2 separate regions of the Mus musculus genome follow, and region 1 is linked to region 2. A link is a contact called in public Hi-C data. All regions are on one chromosome and are shown on one strand. Each heading gives the region's core, a stretch centred on a gene start, on an enhancer-like site or on the middle of the called end of the contact. The rest is flanking DNA. Distances are from core to core; before and after follow the strand shown.

Region 1 (6,571 bases), core at 1,307-3,806, 540 kb after region 2:
TGTGGTTTGTATGTGTGAGGCCAATGCCCTGGAGGCCTGAAGAGGGTGCTGGAGTTAGAGATGGTGGTGAGCTGCCTGTGGTAACCCTGGTAACAGCAAGTGCTCTTTTTATTTATGTTTGTTGGTATTTTGCCAGCATGTATATCTGTGCACATGTATGTGCATGTATATCTGTGCACATGTATGTGCATCTAATGCCTGCAGGGGCCAGAGAAGGTATGGGATTCTTTCCTAGTTTTATGTCAACTTAACAGAAGCTAGAATCATTTTGGAAAAGGAATGTTTCCACCAGATTGGCCTGTGGTGCATTTTCTTGACTGATGATTGACGTGGGAGGGCCCAGCTCTGTATTCAGTGACATTCCTGAGATGGTGGTCCTGGGTACTATAAGAAAACAGGCTGAGCCAGCCCTGAAGAGCAACCCAGTAAATAGCGCCCCTCCATGGCTTCTATATCAGGTTCCTGCCTCCAGGTTCCTGCTTGAATCCCTGCTCCTACTCAGCTGCAGTGATGGACTGTTATCTGGAAGTGTGAGATAAAATAAGCCTGCCCCCATCCCAAGTTGCTTTTGGCCATAGTGTTTTATGAGAGCAACAGAATTTCTAACTAAGACACCCTGCAATCTGAGTTATATATGTTTGTGAGCCACCATGTAGGTTCCAGGAATTAAACCAGAATCCTCTGTGAGAGCAGCCACTGTTCTTAACTGCTGAGACACTCCTTATCCCCACCCCCTAAGTAAACATTTTAAAGTAGCTCAGTGGTGATTTCCCCAGCATGCATCAGGGCTTCGGATACAGGATTGGGGAAACGCCTCATTTTTGTGACATAACCCATTTTCTGCAGTTTGTTTGTTTGGTTTTTTTGGTTGGTTGGGTTTTTTTTTTTTTTTTTTTTTTTTTTTTTTTTTTTTTTTTTTTTGTAAATAGAGTTCTTTAGTTATTTCAGGTCAATCCTTGTGATAGATAGGTAGATATAGAGATTCTGCCTCAGACGATCAAACCAACAAATAAGTATAGTAATGGTTAAAAGACAAGAACTTCAAGAAAGACTTCAGGACTCAGTGTTTAGTATCTTAAGAGTAGAACACTTGCAGAGCCTTGGCTAGATTGCTCAGATGCAAAACCAAAAGCACACTGCTGCCCTAATATTTGTCCTGTTTCCGGGTGTATAAGTAGGCATCTTTCAGGGGGGTTTCTAATCCAAATTCTCTGTGATGCATGTGTTTGCCCAGGGCATTTTCCAAAAGTTCAAGTTCAAGGTGCAGGCGAGATTTCAGAAGCAGTACATATTTACCCTTACCTTCCAATAGCCTCAGGAATGTGCCAATGTTTTCATGTAACTATAGGGTAGCTATTTCTTTGGGTCCCTGCCTCTGAACCAGCATTTATACACAGCCATTTTGCAGCCGGCAAGGTACTTCTATTACAAAGGAATGAAAGAAGGCACCAGCCAGTGCACTTAATGCCATTTTGTTTCTTCTCTGACTCAATCCCCTACCCCCAGTCATACTCTTCTCTAATTACCTTGGATTCCAGAAATGACAAGACAAGTCTATCATGAAGACCTCCTCAGAGGCAGCCACTATGATTCAAAGTTGGAGTTTACTATGTGATTTTTTTTTTTTTTAAAGCATGGGAGTTGACAGGTGCTCCAAAGAGGACGCATACCACAGTCACACTTCATGGTCTTAGCAAGAACACTGAAGTTATTATTTTTAAAGGTTATTAAGGAATTTGGTCATGGGCTGTTCCTGAATTGTTCTTTTGTTTCCACTGTGAACACAAGTTAACTGTTGTGAGGTTCGCAGACCATCCTTAAGCTCACATACGCGTAGGCCTCCAGCCTGAATTATTATTATTGGTTTTTTGAGACAGGGTTTCTCTGTATAGCCTGAATTATTATTAACCCTCTCATTTGAAGATGCTTCTCTCTAAAACAGACAAACAAAACCCCCAAACATTGTCAATATTGGCAGGCTTCACTACAGATAGTAACATCTGGAAATCTTGATTCTCAGGGCCAGGAGGCCCAGCAAGCAGGTCCTTTTTCTCTTTGTCCCCATAGTTTTCTGTATTTCTAGCTTGCCTCCTAGATGCTGGGACGTGCACCACACCAAACAATCCTGAAAATATTTCCTTTTAGAGAAGACTGAAGGGAAGCTCCCTTATACCCAGTGTAGCTCGTCGACTTTGTGCATGGATGTGCCACTGCCCCAGAATGGACTAGTCTATCGTCCGCCTGCTTCCCTCACTTTCCGATGGGTCTTAACGGCTGTTCCTTTTCCACAACGGAGTGGCACCTCACGGGTGCCCAGTCCTGCTGCCAAGAGGCAACTGGAGCGTGCGGTTAAGGTGGAGGCGACGCACGGCGATTACGTTCAATAGCGTTCGCCAGACGTCAGTATCCGCGGGCCGGGGACGGGAGAGAGGCTGAAATGTCGTGGGCGCGCAGCGATGACGCACAGAGTAGCCTGCCTTGACCTCTCTGCAGTCGTGGCGCGTGGAGTGGGGCGGAGCGAAGGCTGCCTTGGCGGGCGCATATTTATGACGTGTCGTAGCGTGCGCACCGACTCCGGCGGTGGCGGCCCGTGGGGAGGAGTCAGGGCTGCGGTGCCTTCGGTCGCGCGCACACGTTGCATCTCCTTGCTTCCACCTGAACCCTCGCCGCCAGGAAGGCAGCCCGACGAGTAGACCGCAGCTCCTGGGAGATGGCGGCGCTGTGCCTCACGGTGAACGCCGGAAACCCTCCGCTGGGTAAGGGCGCCGCCGACCCGCGCGGGTTGCATCAGCGCGTGGGTGCGGGGCTGGTGCCGCGGCGGTCACGCCGAACGAGCCTCCCGCCCCGGGACGGACGGGCCTGTTCTGCTCTGCGGGGAACCCAGCCCCGCGTGGCCCCGGCCTCTGTCCGCTCGGGGCGCCGTCTCCCGAGGCCCGCTGTCCCGGGAGTGGGGGGACAGGACCAGAGCCCCGCGGGGAGACACGAGACTATGGCTGCGACTCTGCCAGGGTCCCAAGTGGCTTTTGAAGTGGAATTAAAACCCCAACTGTCTGTCCGGCCCGTCCTTTTAATGCGATCTAGGAACCTCCCGCCCCTTCCCCACCTCTCAGGAGATCTGAATTCACTTGCCCCACTTTCCCTTCGGTTGTCGAGTTAAAGGGAGCAAGGTAGACTTTTCTGTCAGCACTTGGAATTTTTACTGAGGCTGCGTTGGCTTGTGGTCGAAGGCTGTAATTACGGAAAGCCGTAGGAACGCTGCGGACTAATGCTACTGGCTGTTTTACTACACACCCCGTGGACGTAGTCCAGGCTCGAGTAAACGTCATCCTACGTTCCATTCGAAATTGATTTTTCAAAGTGGCTAACGCTATTGCTAGCTAGTTTAAAATTTCTGTCTTTTCATTACTTTGGGAAACAACCCAAAAATTTTATCATGTAGACTTGGAAGTACTTTTTCTAATACTCAAAAAGTCAGCCCCTTGAATACAATTGGCCATGTGGGGCTGATGAAATTTCTTGCAACCTCAACTTTGACAGCAGTCTGCGCCTATTGGAGTGAAAAGACATTTATTTATGTATTAATGCGCTGGGAAACAGCTCAGGGAGCTTTGCATTGTAGGCAAGCACTTGACTGTTGAGCCACACTCACCAGCCCTAAAAATAGACTGTAGCAATCGCTTGAAATGTTCTAAAATGATAACATTTTAGCATGTTAGTTCCAGTCTCTGTATGCTAACCTCACAACAAATCCATGAGCCCTGAAAGAAGTAGATGTGATTCTTGGTTTGAAACGGCACTAGGTAGATGATGCTGACCTCGTGGCTAATCCTGGAGGCCTGAGTTCTGCCCGCTGCGGAGTGCAGTTGAGATTCCTTGATTTGTTCTGTAAGGAAGAAGGAAACCTTTCCAGCGCTGGTTGCCAGAATTTAGTGAGACTACAGGAAGAGTTTTTTCACATTTTAGCTGTTCAGTGCATAGCTAAACTATAGGTTTGGTTTTTTTTTGTTTTTGTTCCCCCCCCCCCCCCCCGGAGGGGTGGGGTGTGTGTGTGAGGTTTTTTGTGTTTGTAAAAACTGCCTTGAAAAATCACTGCAGGGGACCATGAAGTCTGTATCCTTAAAACTCAGAATCAAATTCTGCTGGTATTCTGGAAAACACTCTTAAATTTGGTTTGCATTTTGAACTCTAAGCCAGTTAGAGAATGTATATTATTTTTCTGCTTGCACCTCTTTCTCTTATTTTAATTTTTTATTGCCTATAGATCAGATATATATTCTCTTTTAAGTAATAAAATTGGATTAAATATTTAGAAAAAACCCATCACATTGTGAGGATTTTATGGCTTTAACATGTCATTTTGTGAGAGTGTGTGTGTGCTAAAACACTTTCAAACTCACACATAGAACTTTCCCCATCCTACTTAAGAACACAGAGCTTATTTGATGCTTCTGCCTCCAGAATACTTCTTCGGTGTCTCCTACAGGCAAGGAATCTCTCCCTGACTTCATCCAGGAAGTATAGGCTGATAGAATTCTGCCTAATGCTCAGTCGTCTTTGTTGTTCTGGGGCTGATTGTTCTAAGTAGTTGCCAGGATCTAGGAGGACCATGCTTTATTTGCCCTTTACTGTCCTTTTTCACGTCTTCTTTCAATGTGGAATGATTTATTAGCTTGGTTTTAATAGCGTTGTCTCCTGAAGATGCCAAACCTCTTACTTATGTATCCCTTAATTGGGTTGTTAAATGTTTCCCAGTGGTTGGCGTCAAGCTGTCCGTCCTGGGCAGGGATGGTGGAATCATTCCTGCTGTACATTGCCAGCCCAGCAGTCGGTGTGTGAATTTGATTTGTCCGTTCTGGTCTTGAACACTTATTGAAGTGCCACCTGCCTGTCATTGTGCTGTCCACCTGCCACTACCCCGGATGTAAAGCTTTCTCTTTCAACCAAAGGCATTTTTAGTTTATTTTTTCATTGATTTATTTATTTGTTCACTTTACAGTCCAATCGAAGTCCCCCTCCCTCCTCTCCTTCTAGTCCCACCCTTACACTGCCTTCCCCAGTCCTCTCTTCCCTTTTCAGAGAATGGAAAGCCCCCTGTGGATCTAGGCCACTGAGGCCAGACAAGACTCCACGCTAGGGTAAAAGGAGGCAATAGAGTCAGAGACAGCCCTGCTCCAGTTGTTAGGAGATCCATATGGAGACCAAGCTGCACATCTGCTGTGTGCATGTTGAGGACAACCAAAGGCATTTTAACTGAAAGAACTTGGGGCCGTGCAAACATTTCTCTCTTCATTGGTTTCGGCTTCCATTGTTGTATCCTGCCTATCTGGGTTATTAAAGAGTGTGACTTTGCAATTTGACATTTCCTTTCATGTGTATCAGCAATTTTCTCATGTTACATTCATAACAAAATGTATGTGAAATACTTCATTTCCTATTTAAAACTAATTTTGAGAATTAGTTGACTTGGAATTTGCATATATCTAAGTTCACCAATGGTAATTGTATGCTTTAATATCCAATGGCAAATATGTATGGACATATGTGATATATAAACCTCCATAACAATAATGCCAAATATTCCCATTACAGAAAATTCTCTCTCTGTCCCTGGCATCTGGTAGCCAGTTACCTGATTTTTGTTGTTTTGTTTTTGCTTTTAGGATTTTGTGTACATTGATTCATACCATATATGTCTTTATATACACAAGATAGTGCTTTGTGATACATCTTGTTGCCTATAACAATAGTTCGTTCTTTTTATATGCGAGACAGGGCTCCCATTTTGGATATGCCAAAATGTATCTCATTTACTTGGATTGTCCTAGTTTGTCCCTCCAAATTTTTGTCTGCTTTTTAAAAACATGTTACCTTTGAGAAATCCATTGTTGTCTTAGTCTGGTTTGTGCTGCTTTAAGACAGTACCACAGACAGGGTGATTTGTAATGGACAGAAGTTTTCTGGCTCACAGCTCTGGAGGCTGAAAAGTCTTAAGATCAACAAGCCAGTTGTAGTGGTAGTCTTGCTGTGTCATAGATGCTTGAGGAAGGGGAAGACAGAACAGCCCCTCCCCCTCACTGTATCAGTTCTTTCCTGAAGGTTCAGCTCCCCTTCACCCTTCCATCGTTATTGAGCCTAGGGCCTCAAGCATTCCAGGCTTCCCTTGAATTCCTGATGTTCCTGCCCCAGCTTCCAGGGTGCTGGGAATACAGGCATCACGCTTGACTCTATAGGACCCTTTCTTAGACTGTGACCAGGGTAACTAAATCTCAACATACAGTTTAACAGGGGACAGACCTACAAACCATAGTCAACATAACTTAGATAGTGACAGAAACACTCAAATCAGCACACTTGTTTTCTATTATAATAAGCTGTGCAAGATTATTGTACTTTCTTTGATAGGGCCTTATTCCCAGTAGAGCATAGTATTTACATAGAATACTATGTGCAGAATATGTGTCTGCTAGTTTTCCATCTTAACCAAAAAAAAAAAGGGGGGGGGGACACACAGGATGGGTGAATTTACTCACTGTTAGGTGCGGGAAGACAGCGTTACAGCGTGTTTTAGAAT
Region 2 (5,979 bases), core at 3,192-5,691:
CAACCTGTGGGTCACGACCCATTTGGCAACCCTCTATCTCCAAAAATATTTGCATTACAATTCCCAACAGTAGCAAACATATTTACTGGAACAAAAGTAGCAACATGAAGTAGCAACAAAAATAATTTTCTGATTGGGAGTCACCAGGACACTCAGAGCTGCAGTTACAAATGTTTGTGAGATGGATGCCTGCCTTGTTACCCAGGTGCCAGGATCCAAATGTGTAATCCTTATGATTACACAACACTTTTAACCACATATTCTTCTCCCCAGACACCAAGTCACCTTTTGTCCGAGTTGGTAGAATCTATAAATTATATGTATACATATAAGGGCATATATACAGATCATGGGGTTATATCCTACAGGTGCCTAAGTATCTTCAATCAGGGGTTGAATGCCAACACACTGAATGGGACAAGGAGCAGCAGGCTGTGAGAGTGTGACAAGACAGAGAATACGTGACCAAGCAGAGGGAGGGAGGGAGGGAGGGAGGGAGGGAGGGAGGAAGGGAGGGAGGGAGGGAGGGAGAGAGAGAGAGAGAGAGAGAGAGAGAGAGAGAGAGATCAGCTTCGGTGAGTTTGCAGATCCCTCAGCCCCAGATCCTGTCTCTAACCTGGAAACAGATTCATGTATCAGCATGATCTCCTGCATCCACTTTGTCACGTGTCTGCACGTGACATCATCCAGATGTCAGAGGATCCTGTCTTGGTGTCTTTACAGCACCTTAAGGTCTGTAGCTATACATTTAATATCACACAGTCACATGCTTACATAGAGCTACATAAAGATTATGGTCCCTCTTATTAATTAAAAAGTGATTTAGGAGCTTGGCAGGATGCCCCACGACTGTAATTCCAGACCTTGGGGGATATGGGCACAGATCTGGGAATTCCATGACTCGGGTTATCCCCACAGCCTAGGCTACAGCCTAGGTCCATCTCTTGAAGGTTTGTGACTGATCTACTGAGACCCACTGATAATCCGTACACTCCTTTGTCTGGGCCTCTAGGAGAAATGGGGCATTTGAAGATGCCTACAATCAGATGCAAACAATGGTCCTTAGAAACTGACGTCAACCAGGTGAGGCTTCTAAATAGATGCCCAGAGACATATACGAGGAAGAACTGACCCCTGGTTAGCTGGTGGCTTTGACTCCCTCAGGGCCTGAGAGGGACTTAAGTTTCTAAGGAGGGCAGAGCAAAGGCAGGAAGGAGCACCACCTAGTCTCCCTTCTGCAACTGGCTATGACATCATGATCCACTCTGCATTCAAAGGCAAACTAGCTCCTCCCTTGGGTCTATAGGCATTATTGAGCAAAGCACAATTAGTATCCCAGTACAAACTGGGTCTTCAAAACCAGACACCTCCCACCCAATGTGACCACAGCAACAGTACAGAGGTCTCCACAGATGCCCTGGGTCCCCAGTTACCCTCCAAGAAACTGCTTCTGGTGGAAATAAACACGATGTTCCAAGCAATCCGTTGGCCCAGGAACTACGTAAGCTTTGTAAAAGCCAAGGTCACACCATGTGACAAACGGTGTTCAAACAGTGGAACACCAAAGACAGCACGTGGCAAACCTCCCGCTGGAGGGTGACCAGTACAGCGCCTGTCTGAAAGGCAAAGGGCCCAGGACTGTAAGCGGGCAGGGGTTCTACGCTCCTTTCACCACACGAGGGCGCTGCAGCCACAAGCATGTGAGCCAAAGACAGCTTGGCACCAAGGCTCGCCAACTCCCAATTCCCTTACTCCAAGTGACAATGAGTTCAACATTCCAAGCTATTTGTCTGTGGAATTCTGCACTATGGCTTTCACAGAAAGCCAGCGACCTTGACATGTTCAGTTAGGGTTTTAGCTCAACTAGGTCAAATGTTCCATAGGTCAAGTGCAGGGCTCCTTAGCAGTTTATCTGGCTTCCTACAATCTGTCCTTAACGCCTCCAAATTCTAGCTCTGACTGCGTCCTGTTAATGACTTTATTAGGCACCCATCCTCATCTGATCATTGTTCACATTTTGGTTCAAAAACGCTGATTTGAAAAACGACCACGTTTAAGCTTAAACGCAATGGTTAATTTAGTTTCTAAAGGAAAAAAGTGGGTTTTAAATAACTCAAAATTAAATTCACCATGGAGGAGTTTAATATTCACTAGACATATCAACGCAAAGAAACGCACTATCCAGCAGGATTCCAGGGGCTCCACAAACCAGGAAACCGTTAGAAAAGTCTAGTGCGCCCCCTGCTGGTTTAAAAACCAAGCTGCACTCTTACAAAATCGAGCCCCTAGTCAGAGCGAGGAGGAATTTGAGTGGGAAGAGAGAAAAGGGAAGAGAAATGGTCAAGGAAAAAAGGGGGGTGGGAGACGGGAATGATACTCTGTGTTATGGGCTCCACTCTGTGCAATGACACTGAGAATGTTTTTATTGTTACTATTTTTTAACAGTGTGCCGGTGTTCTGCATGTGTTTATGTGCACGCAGTGCGTGAGGAAGCCCAAAGACAGAATTGCATCCTCAAGCTCTGGGGCTGTAGAGATCTGTGAGCCACCATGCAGGTGCTGGGAACCAGATGTGGGTCCTCTGCAAGAGCAGCCAGTGCGCTAACTGCGGAGCCACCTCTCCAGCCAGCCCATCCTGGGGATTTTCTGTCAGGCTGTGCACGCTTTGTAAATAGGAAAACTAAGACTACACCAGGCTTTCCACCTGATGCAAGACCCTGAGAAAAAGATGACGGAAGAGCTGGGGGCAAGGAGGGGGGTGAATCACACACAAACAGCGTGAGACAGTCATCACAATCCATACAAGTATTTGTTTTAAATGTAGGAAAGTTAAACTAGACCTAATATAGAGAGAGCGTCTTTTGTTGGGGGGGGGGGGTGTTTAGTGCACTGTGTATTCAAATGCTGACTTCTGTACCCAGAGATCTGGTGGCAGTCAGAACTTTGCTACTGTCATTAAAGTATCACCTGATTCAGTATTTTGTAAAACATTATACTCCATCACCATCTGATTGGTTAAAATAAAGAACTGAACAGCCAATAGCTGGGCAAGAGAGGAAAGATGGGACTTCCAAGCCCAGAGAGATTATAACCCAGATGGAGAGGGTCTCCGGTGGGGACCAGGGAAGTTGGCCATCGGGACACAGATGAAGAGAAAAGTGCTGGATAAGACCAAGATGGCAGGTAATGGGCCACGTGGGGGAAGTAGGCTAGGCCTGCACTGTCTGGTTAGAATAGCTCAGAATCTGCCTAGCTATAGTGCCCGAAGCTGTTAACAAATATAAAGGTCTCTGTGTCCCTCGTCAGAGCAGAGGGCACAGAAAAACCCTTACTTTTACTCTCTTGTTCACTTCTTACCTCTCTATAAGCAGACACGTTTATATCCACAGCTAGGACTATATATACATCTCACCATATAAAATATATTATACCTATACATGATCATAATACATAGATTCATTGGCCAGAGAGAAAGCATACATCACGTGACAATGGAAGCCAGCGTGGGGTCTTACCTACCAGCGGTTGGTATTTAAGAACACCACAGAGACCAGGGGAACATCAGAGAGAGAAGCAATACCAGCTGGGCTGAGCTTGTACCTGTGCTGGGGACGGACCATGAGGCCCACCTGTGACCCAGTTCAGGTTCTCCAGGGTACAGGCAGGGAGGGTGCTCCACCGTGGAATTACCCACCCAGCCGGGATACGGCACGTCAAAATTACATCCATAAAATAAAAGACATAACTCTTATCTGCAAAAGTGTCTTTAATGGACCATTCTAAAAGCTCCCTGTGTCCCTGGTTTCTGACTCTGTGGAACTGTATAAATAAACACATACAGATTTTAAAGAAGTCCTTGAAGCCAGTGGACAAGCATGGCCATCAGAGACAAAGGTCTAGAAATGAGGATTTGCCCCAGCGCTACCTTCTCCCTGTTAGAATGGGCAGGGCTGCTGCGGTCAAGGTCGCCCCAGCACTGAGTGGTGGGGCCGGGACTCAGCACAGCTGCCTGGCTTTAGGAAAGCCTCCCACCCGAGTGCTTACCAGGGCTGACCCTGCTACTGGCACTGAGGCTGGACCTCAGTAGATAGAATCCAGGATGCGTCCAGCCGGGGTTTGCTTACCAGAACCTCACAAAAGGCGTGCCTGCAATCCTGAACACTACCGGGTTAGCCTCAGCTCCGCGGGGAGTCTGAAGCTCAACAAACAAAACACAGCCCCTCCCTCGTGACAGAGAACGCGCTGAGCCCCATCCCACGTGACAGGGGACGCACTGAGATTCTTCCACAGTTGTCTCCCCCAGCTCTTGGAAAACAAGTAGAGGGAGGACTTACATAAGGAAGGCGCCCTATTAAAACATCTCACGCTCAGCTCAGGACAGTGAGCAAAGTCCAGGGAACACGGAGCACCTCGCTTGCCAGCAGCAGAGATAAGCATCAAACACCGGCCTTGTTTTAAAACCTCATCACAGTGTTGCAGAAATCTAACGCGCCGCACTGGCCCAAGCCTTTTAAGACTGGCTTCATCCTCTAACTCCCCACGGGGAAAGTCCACGACACTCGGCACCACAAGCTGCAAATGTCCCACAATGCACCCGTCCTCTACTGCCCCACATTCACAATAAACGATGCCCGGACTTCTGCATCATGCTAAGGCTTGATGTTTTTATTAGTTGAGGATTAAATATGTATGTGTTATATGTATGCATTAATAATTGAAAGGGTTTTGACGGCAGGAGGCAGACGGGTCAGCGGATCTATGCCTTCATCCTGGGCTTCCTCGCTTAACGTGGACTAAATCAGCAATGGCTCACTGTTTCACAGTAATGAGTTTGTTAAAAAGATGCATGGCTATAGAATTTTCTAGAAAAATAAGAACGTCATATCTTATTTAGTATTTCTGGAAGCCCATCACAACCCAGAAATGTAACAGCTAAATGGCTTTCTTTAAAAAAAAGAATTTTTTAAAAAGACTACACAGCCAAATGTCGCCAGAAAAGGGCTATGCTTATTTTAGCCTTAGTTTAAGTTTGACAAGTTACTGAAAAGCAAGAATGCTACAGCCAGTAGACATGACATCATCTTCTCTTCTTCCCTTAGCTCACGGTCCTAAAGCAAAATCAGTACCAAAACAATGTCTTAGGAGACAAATAAAAAATATTTTATTTTCTACCTTAGTTAGCATTTACTGTCACCTTGACATAGGTCCTAAAGCAAAATTAGTACCAAAACAATGTCTTAGGAGACAAATAAAAAATATTTTATTTTCTACCTTAGTTAGCATTTACTGTCACCTTGACATAGCCTTGAGTCTCAATTGAGAGACTGTAAAAATCAGATTGGCCTGTAGACACACCTGTGGAGGACTGTCTTGTTAGCAACTGAGGTAGGAGGGCCCAGCCCACTGTGGGAAGCACCATTCCCTAGACAGGTAGACCTGGGCTATACAAGGTTAACAGAGCATAAGCCAGAAAGTGAGCAAGCCAGCCAGCAGCGTTTCTCCCTGCTTCCTGTTTCAAGTTCTTACTGAGTTCCTGCCTTGACCCCTCTCAAAGAGGGACCGTCACTTGAAAGTGTGACCCTTTCCTGCTCCCAGGTGCTTTCAGTCAGGGGTTTTTATTACAGCAAGAGAGACTAAACTGGAACACTGCTTGAAGTAAAACTCCCCCCCCAAAAAACAACAGGCAAATTTCAAGGGACCAACAGTAGAACTTTTACTTCACGAGATAATTTCTAGGTCAGTTTAGTCAACTTTAGTCATAAAGGGGAGTCTATTTCAGCAGTCCTGGGACTTGAACCTGAGGCCTGCTGTGTGTCAGGTAAGTGTTCTTGCTGCTTGAGCTGCCTCCCCAGACCTCTTTTCATTTTTAATTTTCTCTAATTTATTTCTCTAATTTCTCTTATTTATTTTTATTTTATGAGTATGTGTGAGTGACTGTCTGTATGAATGTGTGTCATATTCATGCCTGGTGCCTAGAGAG

What was found. Hi-C and Micro-C count contacts between places; a contact is called where the count stands out from the background.
Region 1: a contact with region 2 is called in a Hi-C map of uterus, with 4 times the contacts expected there. The contact joins the promoter of Eprs here to the enhancer-like site in region 2. A contact is called at or near these places in 4 of 39 promoter capture datasets (the 3T3-L1 cell line, hippocampal neurons, liver and 1 more), 1 of 484 Hi-C or Micro-C datasets (uterus) and 1 of 9 other capture datasets (adipose tissue).

The regions. Positions count from the first base shown.
Region 1 is chr1:185,360,488-185,367,058 of GRCm38.p6, forward strand. Eprs (glutamyl-prolyl-tRNA synthetase) reads left to right here and starts at 2,557. Exons shown (of 32, transcript NM_029735.2): 1 at 2,557-2,756. The coding sequence starts at 2,711.
Region 2 is chr1:184,823,065-184,829,043 of GRCm38.p6, forward strand. The region is part of intron 4 of Mtarc2 (mitochondrial amidoxime reducing component 2); the gene reads right to left. Among named protein-coding and RNA genes, the nearest start is that of Mir1981, 3.6 kb to the left of the region's middle. Within about 2 kb of position 4,442, at least 54 of the 459 cell types and tissues checked have an H3K27ac peak or open chromatin away from gene starts, as enhancers often do. A contact at or near this core is called in adipose tissue and uterus, where this site is marked.